Linked DNA regions of Anas platyrhynchos: regions 1 and 3 are each linked to region 2. Evidence: chromatin contacts called from public Hi-C data. All regions are on one chromosome and are shown on one strand. The core of a region is the stretch at or near the end of the contact, and the rest is flanking DNA. Distances in the headings are between cores, read along the strand shown.

Evidence for each region. Hi-C and Micro-C count contacts between places; a contact is called where the count stands out from the background.
Region 1: a Hi-C map of subcutaneous adipose tissue shows a contact between it and region 2, with 2.3 times the contacts expected there. The contact joins the promoter of RPS16 here to the enhancer-like site in region 2. A contact is called at or near these places in 4 of 8 Hi-C or Micro-C datasets (liver, skeletal muscle and subcutaneous adipose tissue).
Region 3: a Hi-C map of subcutaneous adipose tissue shows a contact between it and region 2, with 2.4 times the contacts expected there. The contact joins two enhancer-like sites. A contact is called at or near these places in 2 of 8 Hi-C or Micro-C datasets (F1 follicle and subcutaneous adipose tissue).

The regions. Positions count from the first base shown.
Region 1 is chr1:42,000,922-42,004,843 of IASCAAS_PekinDuck_T2T, reverse strand. RPS16 (ribosomal protein S16) reads right to left here and starts at 1,469. Exons shown (of 6, transcript XM_027454251.3): 1 at 1,368-1,469; 2 at 1,205-1,260; 3 at 463-564. The coding sequence starts at 1,252.
Region 2 is chr1:41,862,455-41,866,475 of IASCAAS_PekinDuck_T2T, reverse strand. All of the region lies in intron 3 of PPP1R12A (protein phosphatase 1 regulatory subunit 12A), which reads left to right. Among named protein-coding and RNA genes, the nearest start is that of PAWR, 68 kb to the right of the region's middle. Within about 2 kb of position 1,910, at least 3 of the 8 cell types and tissues checked have an H3K27ac peak or open chromatin away from gene starts, as enhancers often do. A contact at or near this core is called in subcutaneous adipose tissue, where this site is marked.
Region 3 is chr1:42,058,427-42,062,112 of IASCAAS_PekinDuck_T2T, reverse strand. All of the region lies in intron 26 of OTOGL (otogelin like), which reads right to left. Among named protein-coding and RNA genes, the nearest start is that of OTOGL, 47 kb to the right of the region's middle. Within about 2 kb of position 1,957, at least 1 of the 8 cell types and tissues checked has an H3K27ac peak or open chromatin away from gene starts, as enhancers often do. A contact at or near this core is called in subcutaneous adipose tissue, where this site is marked.

The DNA.
Region 1 (3,922 bases), core at 220-2,719, 140 kb before region 2:
TGAAAAGGCCAACCAACTATTTTATTAAGTTTTAATGAATCTTTTGAACAGGAGGCTTTGAAGTTTCCCGTTTCAATGTAAAAAAATGATTATCTCCTGAAAATACTTCTGACAACAAAACGCATGGTAACTGATTTTACATAGTTTTGTTCCACAGCACTTCGTATCATTCATGCTCATTTGAGACTCTTTGTGTGTACATATGTATGTTTGCATGTATCAAAGTTAAGTCACCTTATACAGTGTAAATAAGGTATGTTAACCCAATTAAGCAAGAATCCCTCTGCCAACAGCACAATTATGACAGGAGTTTTCTGCATTTTCTGCAGTGTTTATGTTTCTACACACAACAAATATTTAGTACTGTCAATAAGGCAATCGACTCTTTTCAATCCTCAAGCGATTGAGTAGATAAAGGTATTTTAATATCCAAGCAGGTAGGGAGGCTAGGCAGATGCTTACTTTATACTGCAGAGTTCTGGGCTCAATCATTTCCAGAGGTCTTCCATTCACCTTAATGAGGCCATTTCCTCTTTTGCAGTGGGCAACAGCAGTTGCTGTTTTCTAGAAGTCCAAACACATGTTAGTGAAGCACTTCATTTTTCACAATAGCAACATAAAGTAAAACCTTCTGAAAATTTAACAATCTAAAATCTTTAGTTTCGTGCTGAATATTAGCACCCCTCAAAAAACAAGATAGTACAATTTTTTACGTTCCAACATATTAGAGTATTACAGCACCATCTTAACAATATTATATTTATCTGAGTGTGGGAGAAATACCCAATCCGTTCATCAAAACGATAATTTTGCGACCTAATTCTTCATAAAAGCTTGCTACCTACGACTTGTGGGGCGATGGGATCCCCCCACCAAAAGCTTTATTTCCCAATCTATTTAACGCGACTCCCGGGCACCACAGCAAATGATCCGGGCCCTTTTGCGGGGAGCCCCCACGAGGCTCCCTGAACCAGCGAGGCCGGGCCTGCTCCCTGGCGGCACCATCTCCAGCAGGCCCGCCGCCCCACGACACGTGGATGCTGAGCAGGCCTCTCCAGCGCCGGCCCTGCCGCACGGCAGCTCCAGGGCACCACCCCCGGGGCCGCGCCGGGCTCCGCCACCCCCAAGCAGGGCCCGGGTGGGCGCCGAGCACCCGGAGGCCGCGGCCTAGTCCTGGGGGGGAGGCGGCGGGGGCGGCCCTCACCTTCCTCCCGAAGACCTGGACGCTCTGCAGGGGCCCCTTGGCCGGCATGATGACTCCTGCAAGAGAGAGGGGCGCGGGGTTAGCGCTGTGGGGAGCGGGGGGGGGACAGCGGGGCCCGGCGGCGGGGGGGGCCCGGCGGCGGGGGGAGCCCGGCAGCGCTCACCCTGCCTCGGCGGCGGCGCGGCGGAAAGGGCGCACGGGGCCGCCCGGCCGCGCCTCAGGGGCGGCCCCGCCGCAAAGTGCGCCGCGCTTCCGGCCGCGCGACGCAACGCCAAGCCTCCGCCAGGCTGTGCTTTACGGCAGCCGGGGGGGGGGGGAGGGGGGCGCTGGTGTTTTTTTTAAATAAATATGAAATAGAAACAAAATTCCTTTGTGAGAACGCTCAGTTCAGAGAGGATTTGTCCCCGGGGGGAGCTGCGCAGACCGTGCCCTGGGAGGGGTGTGGTGGGGTCACTCGCTTTCTGCGCCGAGTGTGAGCCACACGCAAAAGCAGCGTTGTTGGTCCTCCAAATCTGTTAAAATGCTGGGGAACATAAACCATTAAACTTTGTACGCTGCAGTCACATCACACGCTGAGTCACGTCCAGGCAGTTCCTCGTACCCTCGTAAATACTCGCCAACCATTACGTCTGAAATCAGAGTTCTGCTTACACTCAGGGATCCAAGCACACAGAGCATTGTCAAATTGACCTTTTATCTCCGTTTTCCTTTTCACTATGTCATAAAACACGGAATTTAAGTCATTTTCAGGCTGTAATATTTTTCTTCTACAGTTTGTATTCAGTATGTGAAATTCTCCAGAAAGACAAAAGCCGAAGCTATCAATTAAGCGAGGTCACGCTTCTTAGGTATTTTAAACAATAGAGATTTAGATTACTGTGATTAATGTGAAAGTTGACTGCTCAAATGAAACAATCGGTTCTTCTGTCTTTGGACAGAATTTTAAATACTGAACATTAGTCATCAGTCATGTGAGGATTTAAACAAGCACTTAGCTTTATGCAATTTGAGTGATTAGTTCTCTCCAAGTGAATAGTGCTGTACAGAGCATGTAAGATTTAGCACATCTCAAACCCTCAATTGTACAAAGCTTCAACATGTGACCTGAAAAGTTGGTGTTCTGTTTTTTTAAAGCCGTTTCTTAAGGAAAAGTGTTTTTGCAGTCACACACATCTATCATCCATTCTCTCACCATCATCAGGGGGAGGGAAATGGTAGCCAGCTTGTTAGCCAATTTCAGTTAGCTTTCACCAAAGAACGGAAATTTTGAAACCAACTTAGTTTGTGCATATTTGGTGAAAATAGGTGGCTCTGTATAAGAGATCTTTTACTTGCATAATGAAAGCAGCTGCAGGAGCTGAGGTATTAGACGTAACAAAACCTGTATTCAGATGAAGAAGAAAATGTATTACCTATTTACCCAGGTAGACCAAAATGTTCAGCTAACACTTATGATCAACCCAAAGGTGAGCCATTACCAACTGAGCTTTGTTTGGTATTCAGTATTTTAAAGGAACAGAAAGCAAATCTAAATCAGTTCCTTTTGTGGGTATTATCTGAGGTCTGCTAATGAAAAGCCATGTTTTAATACTAAATGCACCTTTAAAAAGTGTGTGTGTTGGGGGGGGGGGGGGGGGCGGGGGGATTCAAATACCTGCTGTATAAAGCTCAACTTTTGTAGGAATGCTTTCTTAGGTCCTGTAAAATTCATTCTCATTTGGGTACTAGTCTGCTGTACATTCTACCTAGAACTAAAAAAAACATTAATCCCAGAAGTCTGTTTACAAAGCTGGTAATGTGTCTACAAATATATACCTTTCCATTAGAAAAATAAGTTAACCAGCATATATTGGTAGCATAGTCTAGAAACAAACAAACAAAAAGGTTAAATCCTTTGTGCTGCTTACTTCCTTTGCTTTCTAGCATAATAATAGGAATAGGAACCAAAACATATTTCCTAAGTACCTACTGCAGGAATTACACTGCATTGTGGGAAGAGAGAATTAGATCATAAATACCACCATACACAAAAGTACTGAGAAGAAAGACTCTAAAAGGGAGGAGAGGGGGTAATTTCAGGTAAGGTACTATACTTCTGAAAAAAGTCCAAGCACTAACAATATCTCTACTTAACTAGTGAGCACAGAACACTCTAAAATTGTAACATATCTCTAACTTTAAAAAAAAAAATAAAATCATAAGTACCTCCAAGCACCCCCTACAGACTCTTGTTTTCACTTCCTTTATACTTGTAAAATAATTATACCCGTGGAATGTCAGGCACTTGTTTGGTACCCTTTTTTACTTTCCTTTGCACAGGTGTGAAGAGGCACAGAGTATGCAAAAGCTAAGGCCAACAGAAATTAAAGTGTATTTGCTGGTAAGACACTTTTATCAGAACGAGCATTTCAAGAGAAAGTCGGAAGGCTTGAACCCGTCTTGCCAAGGCATTTTTATTATTTCCTAATAGGAGGAAAAATATTTGAATTTGGCTGCAGTCTATGTCCTTGATTTCACAGTGATTCTGCATTGTACTAACAGATGATATCTCGTGTATTTTTATACCAACAAGTATCCTACTGCTACTATTAGATCTTTTACATAGGATTTTCGTGAGGCTTTAAAGGATTGAAAGTCTCTCGCTGACTGACCTCCTCTACTGGAGCTTCTCTGACCTCATTGTGGGCATGAGATGTAGCATAAGACCAACAGTCCTCC
Region 2 (4,021 bases), core at 661-3,160:
CTTACATTTTAAGGACATATCTAACAACAGCACTAAAAATGGGAGCCTCTGGAGATGCTAAATTCACAGACAGAAATTATAGAATAGGATACAATTCAGCTCTATGTGACATTGCAGGCTTAATACAGAGAAGGATCCAAAGTGTTTGCGCATCCTGTTCTAGCATTCAGATTACAAAATCTGAACTGTCTAGAGAGGAGGTGGTCAACTATCCCAATTAAGCTTCCCGTTCTACATGTCCTTTTGGTTGGACACGAAATAACAGACCTTGCCTGTTATTATTGTCCTTCTTCAGTTATTCTCATCTCTGTGTTTAACACTTCTAAACTGCGACCCTTGGTTCATGCTTCTTCTCTCTTTTCTTGTGTCCTCTGATGTGGGCCACAGGTCCCCCAACACGACCACCTTGTATTCTGCTGAGCATACAGCAGGCCTTCGTTGATATAATGGGCTCTGCAGTCATTCTCAACTAACGGACTTGTTATCCTATAGATGAAACCACAGCACTCTGATAATAGGGAAAGCATTTTTCTACCTGAACCTTCAAAGGAAGATTAAGATTTTTTGCTGAATTTTGTCTAATTCGGACTAATTTTGCAACATTCTCTTTTTATATTTGTTTTGTTATATAAATAAAGCTACATTTATTACATTATTTCTAGAGTGAACAGTTAATGGATTAATTATTTTTAAGCTTAAAACACAATTTAATTTTATACTTCATGAGAAGGTAAATTAAAAATATGCCATAGCAATATATACAGATTTTTTGACACAGATCTGAACAAAACACTTCACTGGTAGCAAAAGTAGTTGGTTTATGGAAGTTATGTAGGTGCAGTGCTGAACAACTAGTCTTTGCACACCATATGTTTTAACTGTTTGGCGTGCTATACAAAAACTTCTCCTAGCACCTTTTTTGATGTTTCCTCCGTATGTCGGATGGCTTTATCATGGACCAGTCCCATGTATATAGATGCCACTGCAATGCACAGCATTTTTAACCTTTACATTAAAAGCACTATTTCCAGTTTCTTGATGTGACCCTTTTTACTTATGCTCTGTGGCATATCAGCATACCATAGCTATGGAAGCTGTCTTTTGCTAGTAAAGTCTTTTCGTATGCACTGGTGAAAGCTGGCAGACTTGAGAGCTGTTTTGCTTGGCCCTGGCCACAATCCTAGCTGCCACTTTAATCACATTTAAAGCCGGCCAGCTCTAAATGCTGCCTCTCCTTCAAGTCTTCAGTAGGGTTAAGCATTGGTCTGAAGCGATTTTTTTAGTGGTGGCAGGCTATTTATCATCAGAAGTCTTTTAAAAAGTGTTTTTAACTGCTCAAGTGGTTATTTTGGATGGTAGGCTACATTCTCGGGAGGTGAGCTGGTGGGGAGAGGTGATGTGAGGTGAATCAGGAGGTGAGGATACAGCGCGGCACTTCCTCTGTGGCGGGAGGCAGGCCGCTTCTCATTTCCAAGCAGAAGCCAGTGTTCCTCATTCTTAATTATAGGTAAATGTAATGAGGCTCTCTCCAATGTATTGCTTAACTCAGCTTTGTTTATGCGGCTGAAATGCGAACTATTACGTTTGTATATAAACATTAACTCGATGAAGTCAAAAAGCGGGCCGCTGTTGCCGGCGGTATCTATGAAACATGCCTTTATATGGCCGAGCCGCGCTCGGGCTCTGATTCAGCGCCTCAGGTCCCGCTCAGCTCCGCCGTCTGCTCCCCGCGCAGCCCAGCGTGTCGGACCTCCTCACAGCTGCTGACTGACACGCCTTGATAGGAGAAATGAGAGCATTTCGCTGTAAATTATTACTGATCGGAGCCGTGCCTGGGCTGCCAGAGGTTAACGCAGGGGTGTTGGAAGCCAGGCTGGAGCCGAGAGGCAGCAGCACATTGCCATCTACGGGCCGGAGGCAGAAAGTGGTGGTGGAAAGGTGCGGCAGCGGGATCCTTCACCCTGGCGTCTCCGGGCAGAGTCGCAAAAGCAAAAGCAAGGAGGAAGGTCCATATAAGGTATAATAAAGGCTCTTCATGTTCTCTTTGCTGTATTTAATAATGGGAGCTATATTTAGCTTATCTCAGAGCACAGCCCTTTTTCTGTGACACAAAGTTCGTAGAAATACCCATTTTCGTGCCAGTTAGTACCGTGAGGTGTTTTATTTAGACCGGCAAGATTCTCTTACTTTCATCTGTTGAAACACGATCAGAAATGTACTGTCTTGTAAAATAACGTATTGATGCAGCTGTTGGTCCTGTACAGCCTTTATGTCTTCTTTGGGCTTCACAGACACATTCATTTATGATACTTACAGGGTATTATATTTAACATTTATTACTTCTTCTGCCAAAGCACTGATATTTTGTCATAATTATTTAGTTCTCTAGGCCTACGTAGAAATTATGGTTAAACATTCGCCATTGGAATTTCAGGATCAGGCTTTTGGAGGAACGTTTTCTCAAAAGTGCTTCAAAACAAACAGACACGTGGGCAATTTTCCGTTGAAAGGAATTTATGTAGGATTGTTCGCCTGCAGAAAGTTGCTTGTGCCACGAGCATTTTCACTTAGAACTCTGGCATGCAAGAAGGGGATGGACATAAGTGTGCCTAACGTGATATATAAACCACTTATTGGCATAATTGTGCCTGGCAGGAAACACTAAAATGTAAATGATTTAACTCCAGAGAATTATTTTCCCAAGATCTGCTGATCTGCACTGCTGTGTCATTCTGAAAGAAAATGAAATGTAAAGGCCCCAGAAATTTACAGTTTGCACTAGTTCATACATACAATATGTAGAAGTCTTCTGGAGGAATGAGAATACATGATTATAAACACATTATTGATTCAGTTTCTGGGTTTAATTCTTCATATCGGTCAGAGTTCTAAAGATTTTTAGATATGTGAAATTTAATCTCTGTTCAGATTTATTTGTCATGCATTGGGTTAAGATGGACAGTTTTAGAAACATACATTTCTTTAATTTTTACCCTACTTTCTTTCAATATTTTAGCTTCTCCATAGGCTCTGCTTAGTGCTTCAACAATCATATCTTCCTGTATCTTGCAGACTTAACCCAGATTAATGGGTTTTCAGCAGTTTCTATTATTTTTTATTAAATTGCGGAGGCTGAAATGACTATTTTAGCAGATTAAGTGAATGAGTCTAGAAATTCAGTTGACTGCTTAAAACACTTAATGTATTACATGCCTATGTTATTTTACGATAGTAAAGTTATGTCTTTAAATTCATCCTTGACATAACATTTTACCAGATCTTCTTACTGAACAGAATCTTTTGTCCAACTTTGTGGGTGTTTTTTTGCAATTAAATTCCTTCTTGCATATTTGTTGCTATGGAATATCTGTTATGGTTTGAATTGACTGAAGAATACAAAAAATAGTCTATTGTAAATTTGCTTGTAGCTAATTTGAATAAAAAGGAAAGCCTCGGGTTCTGAAGTTGCATTATATAATATTGTTTAAAAACAGAAAAAGTTGAAGTTATTTATGAAAAAACCATGACTTTTTCAGGTATGGTGGTCTTTTCTTAGTTTTCCATGAAATGACTATTTAGATCTTAGTATTGCTTGTACGTATATACCAAAAGGGAAGAAATTAGCACCTCAACCTCCTTGTAGCACAGGCATTTTTCATGGGTGAAAAGGGAGTTTAGCAACGTCATATGCTACCCCAAACAAAATGGCAACAAAACAAAACAAACAAATGGCACCTTATGTTTCCAGAAGCATGTAATGCTTCCACTCATTCGGTCTGGATGTCACTGAAATTTTGATTTGGGCATGTCATTGTCACGTTGTTTCTTCTTTTTTGTTTGTTTGTTTGTTTTTTTAACTTGTATAATGGGTGGATTACAGTTTTTGTTATGGCAATAGATGTGCTATAATACCCTAATTTAACCAAAGGATTTCTCAGTGAAAGATATTTTATTATATTTGTGCTATAAAAAAACAATCAAGGAAAATCTAATTCATATGTAATGTAATACAAGCCTCAAT
Region 3 (3,686 bases), core at 708-3,207, 200 kb before region 2:
GTGGTGAGGGGCCGCAGGAAAGCAGCTCTGCTCCTCACCATTTAGCAGGGGAACACAGTTCAAAAGTACTGGAAGCTTTGGGGTAGAGCGAGGTTCATCTGTCCTGTCCTGCAGTAAAGTTGTTTTAGGTTGCACTCGGAATAAAATTGGTCGCTACCTTTTTGGGAAATGCACTATGTTTTAATTAAGCCAGGCTTACTGCTGGAGCCCATCCAGTAATTATTCCCCTCCGAGTCAGATAACAGCCCAGAGCATTTTGGGATTTATTGGAGGTGATGTGGTAAATTAAAAAGGAGACAAACTCATTAGTTTGGTAGATAGGATGCAAGTCGATACCTTCTATGCTGGCCAAGGGAAAAGTGAGCAAGGAAGCTACCCCCCTGCCATGAGTCAGTTCAGAAAGGGGCTTAGCTTGCAGTCTGCAGATCTAATTGATGCCTGGAACATTACGGGCTGTTTTCATTGCAAAGTTCATTCCTCTTCAGTTAGCTTAGCCTCAGCAAAAGGGGGTACTCTGAGTTAATGGGGAAGCAATGTCTTCGCTGTAAGGAAAGAGATGGAGGGTTTTATTTTAAATAAGGATTGTTAATTCAGGCTAATTATCCCACAGTAAAAATACACCTTTTTTGGCAATGAAGACAAGTTCTTGGAGCAGCATTGGGTAACTGTACTAGCTATGCTAATCAAAACTGCTGCCTGTGCCTTCTGACAGTCCAGGCCAATCCCTTCAGCAGAACAGCATCAACATACTCGAGACAGAAGTTTTTGTGTATGGTTGGGATTTGAGCCAAGGGCAAAAGTTGAGTTATATTTCAAGTTAACTCTGCAGCAGAGAGAAGCCTGGAGACAGGGAGTGTTTTGCTGACCAAAGCCAGAACAGGGAGTCCTGAAGACATGTGAAGTACTTCCTTACTTGTAGGACTTCATGTTGGTGTTAAATTACTGGAAATGGTGCAGGATGGAAATGCAGTTCAATAGAACTATGCGTAAACAGACATTTAAGAAAAAAAAAAAAAAAGGTTTACATTAAATACTGAATCTTCTGTACTTTGTCTCTTTCCAATTAAATCTTAGACCTAAAACAAATTTAAGAACAGATATCTCTTATGGATGAAAACTTTCAAGACAAGATTTCCTTTACTTACGCACCTTTGCCATTCTCTGCATACAACTCAGTAAAAATGGTTCTTTTCCCACCCATGCAATACCATCTAAATTCAAAGCTGATTACACCATGGCTACAATGGGCTTCAAATTAGTCTGTAGCTGCTGTATGAGCAGCCTCTGCTATCAGCAAGGAAGAAAAGTACGGTTGAAATATAGTGTTTAACTATTGCCAACGCAGAAGAAAGAACAAGGACTATTTAGATAAAGTGAGGATTGTCTTTTACTATTTAAGACAGTGAGGTCTTGGGGAAACCACTGGAGCTCTTAGGGACCGTGACATAAGTGATAATGATCGATTTCTATCTCTCTAATCTGTGCTGGATCCACACACAGGTATGAAAACCAGCTTTTGTCAATGCTGTTGGAAGAAATGTCTGAGTAGGCACTTGGAGTCTAATAAATAACAAGGTGTTATTTCCTCCTTTCTTTCTCTCTCTCTCTCTTTCTTTCTTTCTCTCTCTTTCTCTCTCTCTCCTTCTCTCTCTTTCTCTTTCTCTCTCTCTTTCTCTCCTTCTCTTTCTCTTTTTCTCTCTTTCTCTCTCCTTCTCTCCTCTTTTTTTTTTTTTTTTTTTTTTTTTTTTTTTTTCCACAGCCTTTCCAAGGCAGAGTTGCTCTTTACCTTTTTAGGTAAAATGCACCCGACAGGGGATGTACTACAGTTCATCATGTGAAACCTACTTACGCTGACAGAAACTAGAAATAAAATGGTTTTCCCACTGCAAGAGTATCTTCCCACGTAAATTACCATATCCAGCCTGTTCCAACTTAATATCAGTTTCTTTGTGATAACATGGAGTTGCCAAGCAACAAGGAAGACAGAGTCACAGATCTGGGCAGTCAGTCAAGCGCTCATTGTCAGTCCTGCTTCTCAGAACATTCTTTTTCTAGACTTCACTGCACTTTTTTCCATATTTCTTCCTATCCAAAAAAACATGGTCCTTTCCATTTTTTTAGTAGTGCTTGGGAATGCTAGGGCTTATTTTTGTTAGAAACTTTCTATTTCAATATCCCAGCAGAAATTTCTATCAACCAACAACAGCACTGTGCAGCATACTTACATAATGAAACTGAAGCCTGGGATGAGATGATTTACGGGGGCTGTATTTATTTCTTTCAAAGGTTCATTAAAATCTCTCTAATTTGTCAGTATGAAGACTTCTTTTCTGTTATTGATATGCTGCCTTCCTTTGTTGTCGTTGTTTGTTTGTTTCCTACAATATGCTAACTTGCAAACTAAGTTGCCCACAAAAGCATCTAGGGACATACTGTAAACTAGACAGAGATAGATCGGCCCCATTTTCCTTTTATTTTCATGACTCATTGGAGATTTTTCATATATAGCTGCAAACACAAATACATGCCAAAAGCTCCAAAACAATGAAAAAAAAATACACATTATTCTTAAAAGTATATATATATATATATATATATATATATATATATATATATATATATTTCTCCTTCCTGCATATTTTAAGAGAAATGCTATTAGTTCTGTTCAGACAAGCTTTCAGGAAACTCAGAATTATTCTGATGGTCGTTTAGAGTGTTCTGAATTCCTTCTGAATGAATTTAACATTCAAAAACATTGCTTCAGCAGGCTTGATGCAAGGGGGAGTAAAGCATCTTATCCTAGGTTTAGTGAGCACTTCAGCATAAATATTAAAGTGGCTTTGGAGACCAGCCATATGATTTGGCACCTGACGTGATCTTTCTGTTAGTTTATTGTACCATTTTCTAGGGTGGTTCATATCCAGATAATCTTTAAAAATACATTAGTTATTCAAAATTCATTCACAGATGACACCAAGAAGCATCTCTAATTGAAAGGCTTCTTTTTGTTTTGCTTTTATGATAATTTCTCCTATACCATTCCAAAATGATACACATACATTCTGTATAACTATATAATACCTGCTTATCCTGAACAAATTTGTACCATCAGTTTTCCCTATAGGTATTCAAATATTGGAGCAATATTATTCAAAGTCAGCAGATGGCACTGATACACACTGTCTCAGTTTAGGAGAAAACCTGCATGAGATTTTGGATACAATATTATAGGAAAGAGAGAAGTTGTCCTCTCACAGGAGAGAGAAAAGGAATAGTAATATTATTTATTTTCCCACTTATGTTATTTCTATATAAGTATACAAAAACACACTTAGGAACTATGAACCTAAAAGAGATAAATTGCTCATATACATCCAAAATTTTTTTAATTCCATCAGTGTCTTCTACAGTGGCAGACTATGTGATTATTTGCACTTAAAATATGGCAAAGAAATTTGCAATGAGTCTGTGCGATATGACACATTCCTGTTACTGTCATACAATTGAGTAAAGATGGAGGAGAGCAACACTAAATAGAATCACTGAAGAAAATTCAAAGGGAGAGAGATTATCCCAGCTACTGACTCACTCTCAAACTACTTCCAGATGTCTGCTAATGCATTCATGATAACTCCTTTCTATTTCTTTAAAAGAGACTTCCTAAAATTATAAACCTCAGGCAACAT